Regions from separate parts of the Pan troglodytes genome. Here region 1 is linked to region 2. A link is a contact called in public Hi-C data. All regions are on one chromosome and are shown on one strand. Each heading gives the region's core, a stretch centred on a gene start, on an enhancer-like site or on the middle of the called end of the contact. The rest is flanking DNA. Distances are from core to core; before and after follow the strand shown.

Region 1 (4,598 bases), core at 1,495-3,994, 370 kb after region 2:
TCCTGAGCCTATTTGTATGTTATTTTTTTAGAGACAGGGTCTCACTCTTCACTCAGGCTGGTGTGCAGTGGCACAATCATGGCTCACTGCAGCCTCCAACTCCTGGGCTCAAGGGATCCTCCAGCCTCAGCTCCCAAAGTGCTGGGATTACAGGCATAAGCCACTGTGCCTGGCCAAATTTAATTACTTTATTTTTTAAAAATTTTTACTTATTTTTATTTTTAAAAAATTTTATTTATCTTATTTATTTATTTATTATTTTTTATTTTTTTTGAGATGGAGTCTTACTCTGTCACCCAGGCTGGAGTGCAATGGCATGATCTCGGCTCACTGCAACCTCCGTCCCCTGGATTCAAGCAATTCTCCTGCCTCAGCCTCCCTAGTAGCTGGGATTACAGGCGTGTGCTACCACACCTGGCTAATTTTTGTATTTTTAGTAGAGACAGGATTTCACCATGTTGGCCAGGCAGGTCTCAAACTCCTGACCTCAAGTGATCTGCCTGCCTGGGTCTCCCAAAGTGCTGGGATTATAGGCATGAGCCACCACGCCTGGCCCCAATTTAATTTCTTAATCCATTTTCCACACTGTGCAGTTAAACAGTTTCCAATTTTCTCCATTTTTTCATTTTCACATTATTGAAATTATTCTCATTGGCAATAATTTTTTTCATTTAAATTCTAAGATGCTTCATCATCAGCTTTTGGCCCATGGATTCTACCAGTTACAGCATCTGCAACTGGGAATTTTCGTAACCATTTTTTCTCCAATCAAATTTTGTAAATTTGGTCGAGTAGATTTATTGTTTTACTCAGTGACAAATTTTATCCAGTGTAGTTTCCATCACTGACAGTTTCATTTAGTGATATTTAGAATGAATTGAATACACCCTGAGAACTTGCATCTATTTGTATTTCTCATGGGTTAACCCATGAGAAAACTGTGAATGGTTTTATGATATAGAGAGAAGCAGAGATGGGAGAGACATGGGCAGGAAGGGGAAGGGAGGAAAGGAGAAGGGAGGGGAAGACGAGTGAGACCCAGAGGTAGGGAGGGGAAGCCACCCTCTGTCCCGTCTTTAATCACCAAGTATTTAACCACCAGCATCAGGGGGTCTCTGCTTGGACACTTAGTAGAGTTGCATCTCTGGGCTCCCATGAGGCTGAAAGGGTAGAGAATCTTGTTCAGGCAGGGAGTTGTGAGCCAAGCCCACCTGCCCCCTGGGCCAGAGCCTGCAGTTGCTGATGGGACCCGCCAGAACTCTCTGGTCTCTGACCCAGCACCCAGCAATGTCCCACAACTGGCGGCCCAATTAGTCTGGGCCTCCAAGCAAGCACAGCACAGAGCAAGTGAGGCACATGGAATGTTTATGGGAAATAAACCACGACTGGTTTAACATGAGCCACTGGAATATGGGGGCTATTTATTAAGGCAGCATAACCTACCTATTTCAACTGACATCGAGAGCTGTGTAGTTTTGCACAAGTCTTTAACCTCTCTGATTACCAGTTTTCTCATGTAGAAAACAGAGAAAACAGTACTTAACTTGCTTGTTGTGAGAATTTATTAAATTTAGGCTGGGTGTGGTGGCTCACACCGTAATCCCAGCACTTTGGGAGGCCAAGGGGGGTGGATCACTTGAGGTCAGGAGTTAGAGACCAGCCTGGGCAACATGGCGAAACCCCATCTCTGCAAAAAATACAAAAAAAAAAAAAAAAAAACATAGCCATGGGGCATGGGGTCACGTGCTTATAATCTCAGTTACTCAGGAGGCTGAGGCAAGAAAATCGCTTGAACCCAGGAGGTGGAGGCTGAGTGAGCCGAGATCGCGCCACTGCACTCCAGCCTGGGCAACAGAGTGAGACTCCGACTCAAAAAAAACAAAAACAAAAAAACAAAAACAAAAACAAAAAAGAGAGAGAGATAATTTATTGAATTTAAAGTGCCCAGTGTCTAGTAGACCGTAAATAAGAGCTTTTTAAATTAATAGTACAGCTTAGTATGAATTTTAATCCGGCTTAATTCAGAAATCAGCTGTCTTGTTTTCTTTTCTTTAATGTCTTAGGATTCCGCCTACTCTAAGGCAGGAAGGCACACGTGTATGCCCCTCACCTCCAGGGTGTTTAAAGACCCAGCCCTCCCCTGCCTGGAGTAATGGGGAACCCATTTTTGGATGCCATAGATTTGCGCTCGGGTTTTCTGGGCCATCAAGACCTATTGTGAAAGCAATAGGAGACCAGCGTTCTTGGTGGGAGGTTCTGGGGAAAGGACAGGGAGAGGGAATGGAGACAGATGTTGAGCTACTGGATGAGGCCTGTACAGGATGAGCCTGGGCCTCAGAGCAAGCACAACACAAAGCAGAGTGATGGACTGAGACGCTTGTGGGGAGTAAACCAGGGCTGGCGTACTGTGATTCTGACCCCTGGAAAGTTGCCTGCGAAGGGCACCGCATTGCCAGAAGAGCCAAGTGAGCAGATCAAGGGAAAGGCCTCTGCCAGGAGCCTTCCCCCGAGAGACCGCTTTTCCTCCCACCGCAGGGTCGGCTTGCAGGACAGGCCTGCGCTCCGCTGGCTCCAGCGCCTCCGAAGTCACCTGCCCTGCAGGGGGGGGGCGCGCATCCAGACCCTCCCCTGGGATCCCATCCCCCCCTCCATCCGCCTTCCCTCCTGGCCCAGGGCCCCCGGGAGTGACGGCGAGAGGGGGAAAAGCTCTGGGAAAGGAGGGCCGGGCCAGCCCAGGGGAACACAAGGCCGTCTTCATCCTCCACGCCCTTCCTCCCTTCTCCACCTCCTTCTTCCAGATTCCTCTCCAGGCACTGATAGAATAGACCGAAAGAACGACGGGTTTGACTTGTTTAGCAAATGCTTTTGATACCCCTGAAACACAGAGAAACGTGTGCCTTGGCAATAAGGGATTATTGCACGTTTTAACTTAGCAGGACTGAATCAGGCAGAAAGAAACCTAATCACCGGTCTCCAAAATCGGCCCAAACCTCTGGCGGCCGCGTCACTCGGCTCCACAAGTCTGTGCCGCCTGCAGCGCCCCTAGCGGCCTCGCAGCCATCGCGCCTCAGCAGCGCCGTGGCGTCCTGTTCGTCAGTGTCCATTAGAGGGCGCCAGCGCGCCTCAGAAGAGGGACCGTGACGCTAGCCCTCGCGGGTGCAGCCCGGAATTGCAAGACGGCTGCGGAAGGCTGTGCCAGCAACTTGCACGACAGCACCTTGCTTCTAGAGCATGAGTTTACCTGAACATGCAGCTCAGGGATTGTTTTCAGATTGAAACCATCGCACATTCCCTGTGGCAGGCAGCCCCTCTCCGAGGATAACAATCATGACGGTAATCACGGTCATGATCGTCTTTGCAACGGCCCCTTGCCCTGAGGGTCTTCTGGCCCAGGACCCTCCGGTCCTGGCTGCTCAGGACAGGTGATTACCTTTTGAGGGCCTGAGCTAGTATTCTCCCTCAGGTATTTGCAAAACTTTAATTGCCAGTGTCTTGTAATTGTCTAGCTTTTGAAGATTCTCAGAACCATCTCATTAAGATCTCACAGAAATTGAGCTCTCCAACTCCAATCCCACAGCTTTTTGCCTCCCGAAATTTGCTATGTGTGTGTGTGTGTGTGTGTGTGTCTGTGTGTGTGTGTGTGTCAGAGAGAGAGAGAGCACGCACCTCCCAAGTTCTTTGCTTACTGGCTCGCTGATAACTCGCAGACCAATATTCACACTGCCTTTCTTTGACACTTTCCTTACTAAACTGTACCAGCCACACAACATTTACACGCGGATGGGTATGGACAGCACCAGATCTCTTCCGGACAGCACCAGATCCCTTCCCCACAGCACCAGATCCCTTCCCCACAGCACTGGGGTCCCAGCAGATGTAGGACTAGGCTTGATGGCAAGCACTTCAGACCAGCGTCTGGAGATGTATGTTCTGGGCCTGGGCCTGCCACCACCTATGAAACCCTAGGCAGGGCACTAGCCCTGGGTGCCTCCCCTGAGGAGGCGACTGACCGCATCTCTGAGGTTTCGTGCAGCTCTAATGCTTCTGGACTGTGATTGTACAGAAAGCAGAAGGGCCATTGCCAAGAAGAAGGCACCAGGTGCTGTGTTGGGTGTGAGCGTTGCCGTGGACGGGCAACCCCTGGGCACTGAGCTTCCACCCAAACCAGCCCTGAGCTCCATCCCACTCCTCTCCCCATCATGACCTGCAGACCCCATCTCAGGAGCTGCATTCTCCAAGCCCCAAACTGAGAGGTGTGGTCTGATGATTTCTTAAGGGAATGTCATCTTTGAATGACCTGCCTTAGGAACCCCAAAGCAGCTTCTGCAGGCAGCCACTCAGCCTCAGGCCCTGAATACGTTCCCGATGCTGCCCTGCTCTGCCAGTTCTATTAATATTACATTAGCCTCCTCTCTCCACAGGGCCTCATACCGTGGGGGAGCTCCCAGCTTCCTTTGTTTGACTTCTCCCCAGATGCCACACCTGATGACTTGGAAATATAATAAATGAATCCATTGTAATTATCAAATAATTACAAAATGGTGTTTTTACTAAAGAAATAGAGAAGACCCTATGGAATTTCTGGGAAGCTCTACCTA
Region 2 (4,720 bases), core at 1,874-4,373:
GCTCTGTACCAGGTGGAACACCGAGGAGCTGTCAAAGTATTTGGAGTTTCTTCATTGTAAGGAGTAAGGGCTTCCAAGATGGGGCAGGTAGTCAGTACAGCCTACCAGGAACATGTTGTGTTTTCTTTATTTTTTAAAATCATTATATTGAGTTGTGTTTTCAGCACTATATTGGTCAAGATAGCCAAGCAGTTTGTATAATTTCTGTCACTAGTGTCATACAGTTTTCTGGTCAACATGTGTGATCTTTGTGTCTCCTTTTTGCCAAGCACATTCTGATTTTCTTGTTGGAACACAGGTTTAGTTTCTAAAGGACAAATTTTTTGTTCCTTGTCTTTTTTCTGTAAGGGACAAGATTTGTTGTTTTTGTAAGAAATGAGATGCAGGAAAGAAAACCAAATCCCATTCCTGCACCCCAGTCCAATAAGCAGATACCACTTAAGATAGGAGTCTAAACTCCACAGAAAAGGATAATACCAAGAGCTTGTATTGTTACCTTAGTCACTTGCCTAGCAGTGTGTGGCTTTAAAAACTAGAGATTTTTCAGTCTTAGTCTGCAAACTGGCATTTCCGATTTTCCAACATAAAAATCCACCTGTGTCTGCTGAATGTGTATGTATGTGCTCACTGTGGCTTTAGATTCTGTCCCTGGGGTTAGCCCTGTTGGCCCTGACAGGAAGGGAGGAAGCCTGGTGAATTTAGTGAGCAGCTGGCCTGGGTCACAGTGACCTGACCTCAAACCAGCTTAAGGCTTTAAGTCCTCTCTCAGAACTTGCATTTCCAACTTCTTCCTTTCCGGGTGAGAGAAGAAGCGGAGAAGGGTTCAGTGTAGCCACTCTGGGCTCATAGGGACACTTGGTCACTCCAGAGTTTTTAATAGCTCCCAGGAGGTGATATTATTTTCAGTGCTCAGCTGAAATACCAACCCCAGGAATAAGAACTCCATTTCAAACAGTTCTGGCCATTCTGAGCCTGCTTTTGTGATTGCTCATCCATTGTCCTCCACTAGAGGGGCTAAGCTTGACTGCCCTTAGCCAGGCAAGCACAGTAATGTGTGTTTTGTTCAGCATTATTATGCAAAAATTCACTAGTTGAGATGGTTTGTTTTAGGATAGGAAATGAAATTGCCTCTCAGTGACAGGAGTGGCCCGAGCCTGCTTCCTATTTTGATTTTTTTTTTTTTAACTGATAGATGGTGCAGCATGTCTACATGGTTGTTTGTTGCTAAACTTTATATAATGTGCGGTTTCAATTCAGCTTGAAAAATAATCTCACTACATGTAGCAGTACATTATATGTACATTATATGTAATGTTAGTATTTCTGCTTTGAATCCTTGATATTGCAATGGAATTCCTACTTTATTAAATGTATTTGATATGCTAGTTATTGTGTGCGATTTAAACTTTTGCTTTCTCCCTTTTTTTGGTTGTGCGCTTTCTTTTACAACAAGCCTCTAGAAACAGATAGTTTCTGAGAATTACTGAGCTATGTTTGTAATGCAGATGTACTTAGGGAGTATGTAAAATAATCATTTTAACAAAAGAAATAGATATTTAAAATTTAATACTAACTATGGGAAAAGGGTCCATTGTGTAAAACATAGTTTATCTTTGGATTCAATGTTTGTCTTTGGTTTTACAAAGTAGCTTGTATTTTCAGTATTTTCTACATAATATGGTAAAATGTAGAGCAATTGCAATGCATCAATAAAATGGGTAAATTTTCTGACTTATGTGGCTGTTTTTGACTTCTGTTATAGGATATAAAGGGGATCAATAAATGACATCTTTGAAAGTGGCTAAGCATATTGTATTTGAACATCAGTAGAGTACTAGAGACAATTTCATTCTTCATACAAATCTCCATACTGGAAATGAATAGGGTTTGGCAGGGAATACTTCCCAAGAATGCAGTGTCCAGGGTCCTTACTTCACATCATCTGGATCTGACCCTTTGAAAGAGGTAGAAGACTTCTGAGACCGGCTAATTAAGCTTTGTTTCCTCATATATTTTGCCAAATAGCAGTAGCAGAATGAAAAGATGAGTAACCACAGGAAGCTGCTATTTTTCCCCTCCTTTCAAACTGTACTGTTAGAGGCATGGTCCTTTTTACAGAAGGAACCTCTCTTATCAGATTCTGTTGATTCTAAAGTGAATAGAATTTCTCCCGATAAAGAAATAGGGGTTTGTTTCAATTAATGACTGCAGGTCTCTGAGTAAATGCTCTATTTGATTTTTTTTTTCGGCTCGTGTGTCAGGCCAAGTCTACCTTATGGTGGCCATTAATTCATTTTGGGCTCCTGCAGCCTTAGTTGGGATATAGAAATGAGAAACACTCAGAAATACCCTTTTGGACCACAACCAAGAGAAATAACCAATAGTCTTTTCTCCCAGTGGTAAGGAAGTCAGAATACATTGATCTAGACTGCAACAACACATATATATATATCAGATTCCGCCCCCCCGCAATACATGAATGTATAGTAAATTAGTGTGAACTCACTGAACACTCCTCAGTTTTGGTGAGAGACTATATCTGGCCTCTTTCAAGCAAAGGAAAGCCATGTAAAACAGCGCTGCTGTCAGCCTTAACTTCCAGACGATCGAGTTAATTTACTAACTTCTCAGTGACCTGGTTTTTTTTTTTTTTTTAATCTCAGTTATATTTTCTTCCTTGGGCTAAATCAGATATTTGCATAGCCCCCAAAGTAGTAATTGGATAGTCTTGGGGGAAATATGCATTTTAGTGGTGAAAACCCCTGTAAATTCAATATATTTGGCTTTTGTGGAATATTTTCCTCATGGGGTGAAGTCTAAGCCTTAGTTTCTGTATTAATCGTGAGAGATGACACCAGCTGCTTAGCACAAGGTGGCGCCAATGAGCTTTAGAATAAGTTGGGCTTGACCACTTGGGCCATTTTTTTCCTGCTTCCTCCCTTCAAGCCTCACCTCCCCAGCTCCCAGCTTCTACTGAACAAGGCTGAAAACAACCCACTCTATTGCAGGGAAAGGGAAGGATTAATGAAAAATGTCAGTTTCTTAAGTCAGCACTGGTGAAACTTTCCTAAAACAGGAATGGCGTTTGCTGAGTTTTCTCTGGGGTCTCTGCTTTCTGCAGCTAGCTTCCCTGCTTGACTGCCTGGAAGGCCTCTGCCTTCGGGTTTCCATCTCTTTCCCCTCCAGAGGAGCCTACAGCCTAGGCGGGAGGTGGTTAAGGCTTCTGGCTGCTGTGCAATGGGGCCATCTGTGTTTGATCAATCCTGGCGGAGAGGAGGGGGTGGGGGTTGTAAAGAGACTGAAAGCATTCCAGAGTAGTGAGAGAGACCCAGAGATCAGAAGGAGAGAAGGCACCGCCCCCACCCCGCCTCCAAAGCTAACCCTCGGGCTTGAGGGGAAGAGGCTGACTGTACGTTACTTCTACTCTGGCACCACTCTCCAGGCTGCCATGGGGCCCAGCACCCCTCTCCTCATCTTGTTCCTTTTGTCATGGTCGGGACCCCTCCAAGGACAGCAGCACCACCTTGTGGAGTACATGGAACGCCGACTAGCTGCTTTAGAGGTGAGGGACCCCTTTCTCTTCTAGCCCAGCCTAGAAGGATTCCAGGGCTATTGGTTCAACCAGTTTGTTAGGGATCTGGGGATAACAAGAAAGGGCTCTGTTAGAGTCTACAGAAAATTCTCTCTTAATAAAAGGACCTTCGGAATGACAAGCCCTCCTCTTACCCCACATAGAACAATTCCAAAGCAAATCGACTTTTGCGTTTTACCTCTGGGATTAGATAGAATAAGGGGGCAGAGTGGAAACGAGAGCCAAGATTGTGGGGCTGCATCTCCAGAGAAGGTGATGATTCTGTTGAAGTTGGAGGTTCCCAGGGAATCTATAACTTCCTGTCTTTTTAACAGGTTGAGATCTGTAGCATTTTAGTGTCCGAGAGGATAATTGCTAAGGGAGCAGAGCCCTCTTCACACCTTCATGCGCTTAGACCTGCCTAGAGGCTCAGATGGCTCAGTGGCACTGCTCACAGAGAACACAGGCTGGAGGACATGGAGTCGGGGTAGGGGCCTAGGTGAATCTCAGCTAGGCTGTTTGCACATTTAGCACCTCTGCACATCTGGTTTCCTTTTCTGCAGGAGTGGAAGGGGATATTGAAGCCTGGCTGAGTTTGCTCTTTTTTTCCCATTCCTGACTCCCGAGTTGGGCCTCTCCCTGCCTGGGAGTTGTAACCCTGCAGCCTCCCTCCTGATCCCCCATCCCTTCAGGAACGGCTGGCCCAGTGCCAGGACCAGAGTAGTCGGCATGCTGCTGAGCTGCGGGACTTCAAGAACAAGATGCTGCCACTGCTGGAGGTGGCAGAGAAGGAGCGGGAGGCACTCAGAACTGAGGCCGACACCATCTCCGGGAGAGTGGATCGTCTGGAGCGGGAGGTAGACTATCTGGAGACCCAGAACCCAGCTCTGCCCTGTGTAGAGTTTGATGAGAAGGTGACTGGAGGCCCTGGGACCAAAGGCAAGGGAAGAAGGAATGAGAAGTACGATATGGTGACAGGTAAATAATCTGAAAGCAGGCCCCTAACTCTCTCAGAACCGATATTCTTCCTTCCTTGCTTCTTACTCTTTTTTTCGCTTTGTCCCAGTCCATTGTGGCTCTGTCTTCTGGAATCTGTTTTAGGGAAACCTCTGTAATGCCAGGTCTATTAAAGAGAGGTTCTGGGGATCC

The links. A called contact is a pair of places that touch in the nucleus more often than the background predicts.
Region 1: a Hi-C map of induced pluripotent stem cells shows a contact between it and region 2, with 1.9 times the contacts expected there. The contact joins the enhancer-like site here to the promoter of OLFML3 in region 2. A contact is called at or near these places in 3 of 7 Hi-C or Micro-C datasets (induced pluripotent stem cells and stem cell-derived neural progenitor cells), 1 of 1 datasets of contacts at active chromatin or transcription factors (stem cell-derived excitatory neurons) and 1 of 1 other capture datasets (stem cell-derived neural stem cells).

Annotation. Positions count from the first base shown.
Region 1 is chr1:111,572,342-111,576,939 of NHGRI_mPanTro3-v2.0_pri, forward strand. No RefSeq gene overlaps it. Among named protein-coding and RNA genes, the nearest start is that of TRIM33, 170 kb to the right of the region's middle. Within about 2 kb of position 2,745, at least 10 of the 24 cell types and tissues checked have an H3K27ac peak or open chromatin away from gene starts, as enhancers often do. A contact at or near this core is called in induced pluripotent stem cells and stem cell-derived neural stem cells, where this site is marked.
Region 2 is chr1:111,204,294-111,209,013 of NHGRI_mPanTro3-v2.0_pri, forward strand. It overlaps OLFML3 (olfactomedin like 3), which reads left to right and starts at 3,124. Exons shown (of 3, transcript XM_514400.7): 1 at 3,124-3,562; 2 at 4,264-4,549. The coding sequence starts at 3,449. It overlaps HIPK1 (homeodomain interacting protein kinase 1), which reads left to right. Exons shown (of 16, transcript XM_054669397.2): 16 at 1-1,731.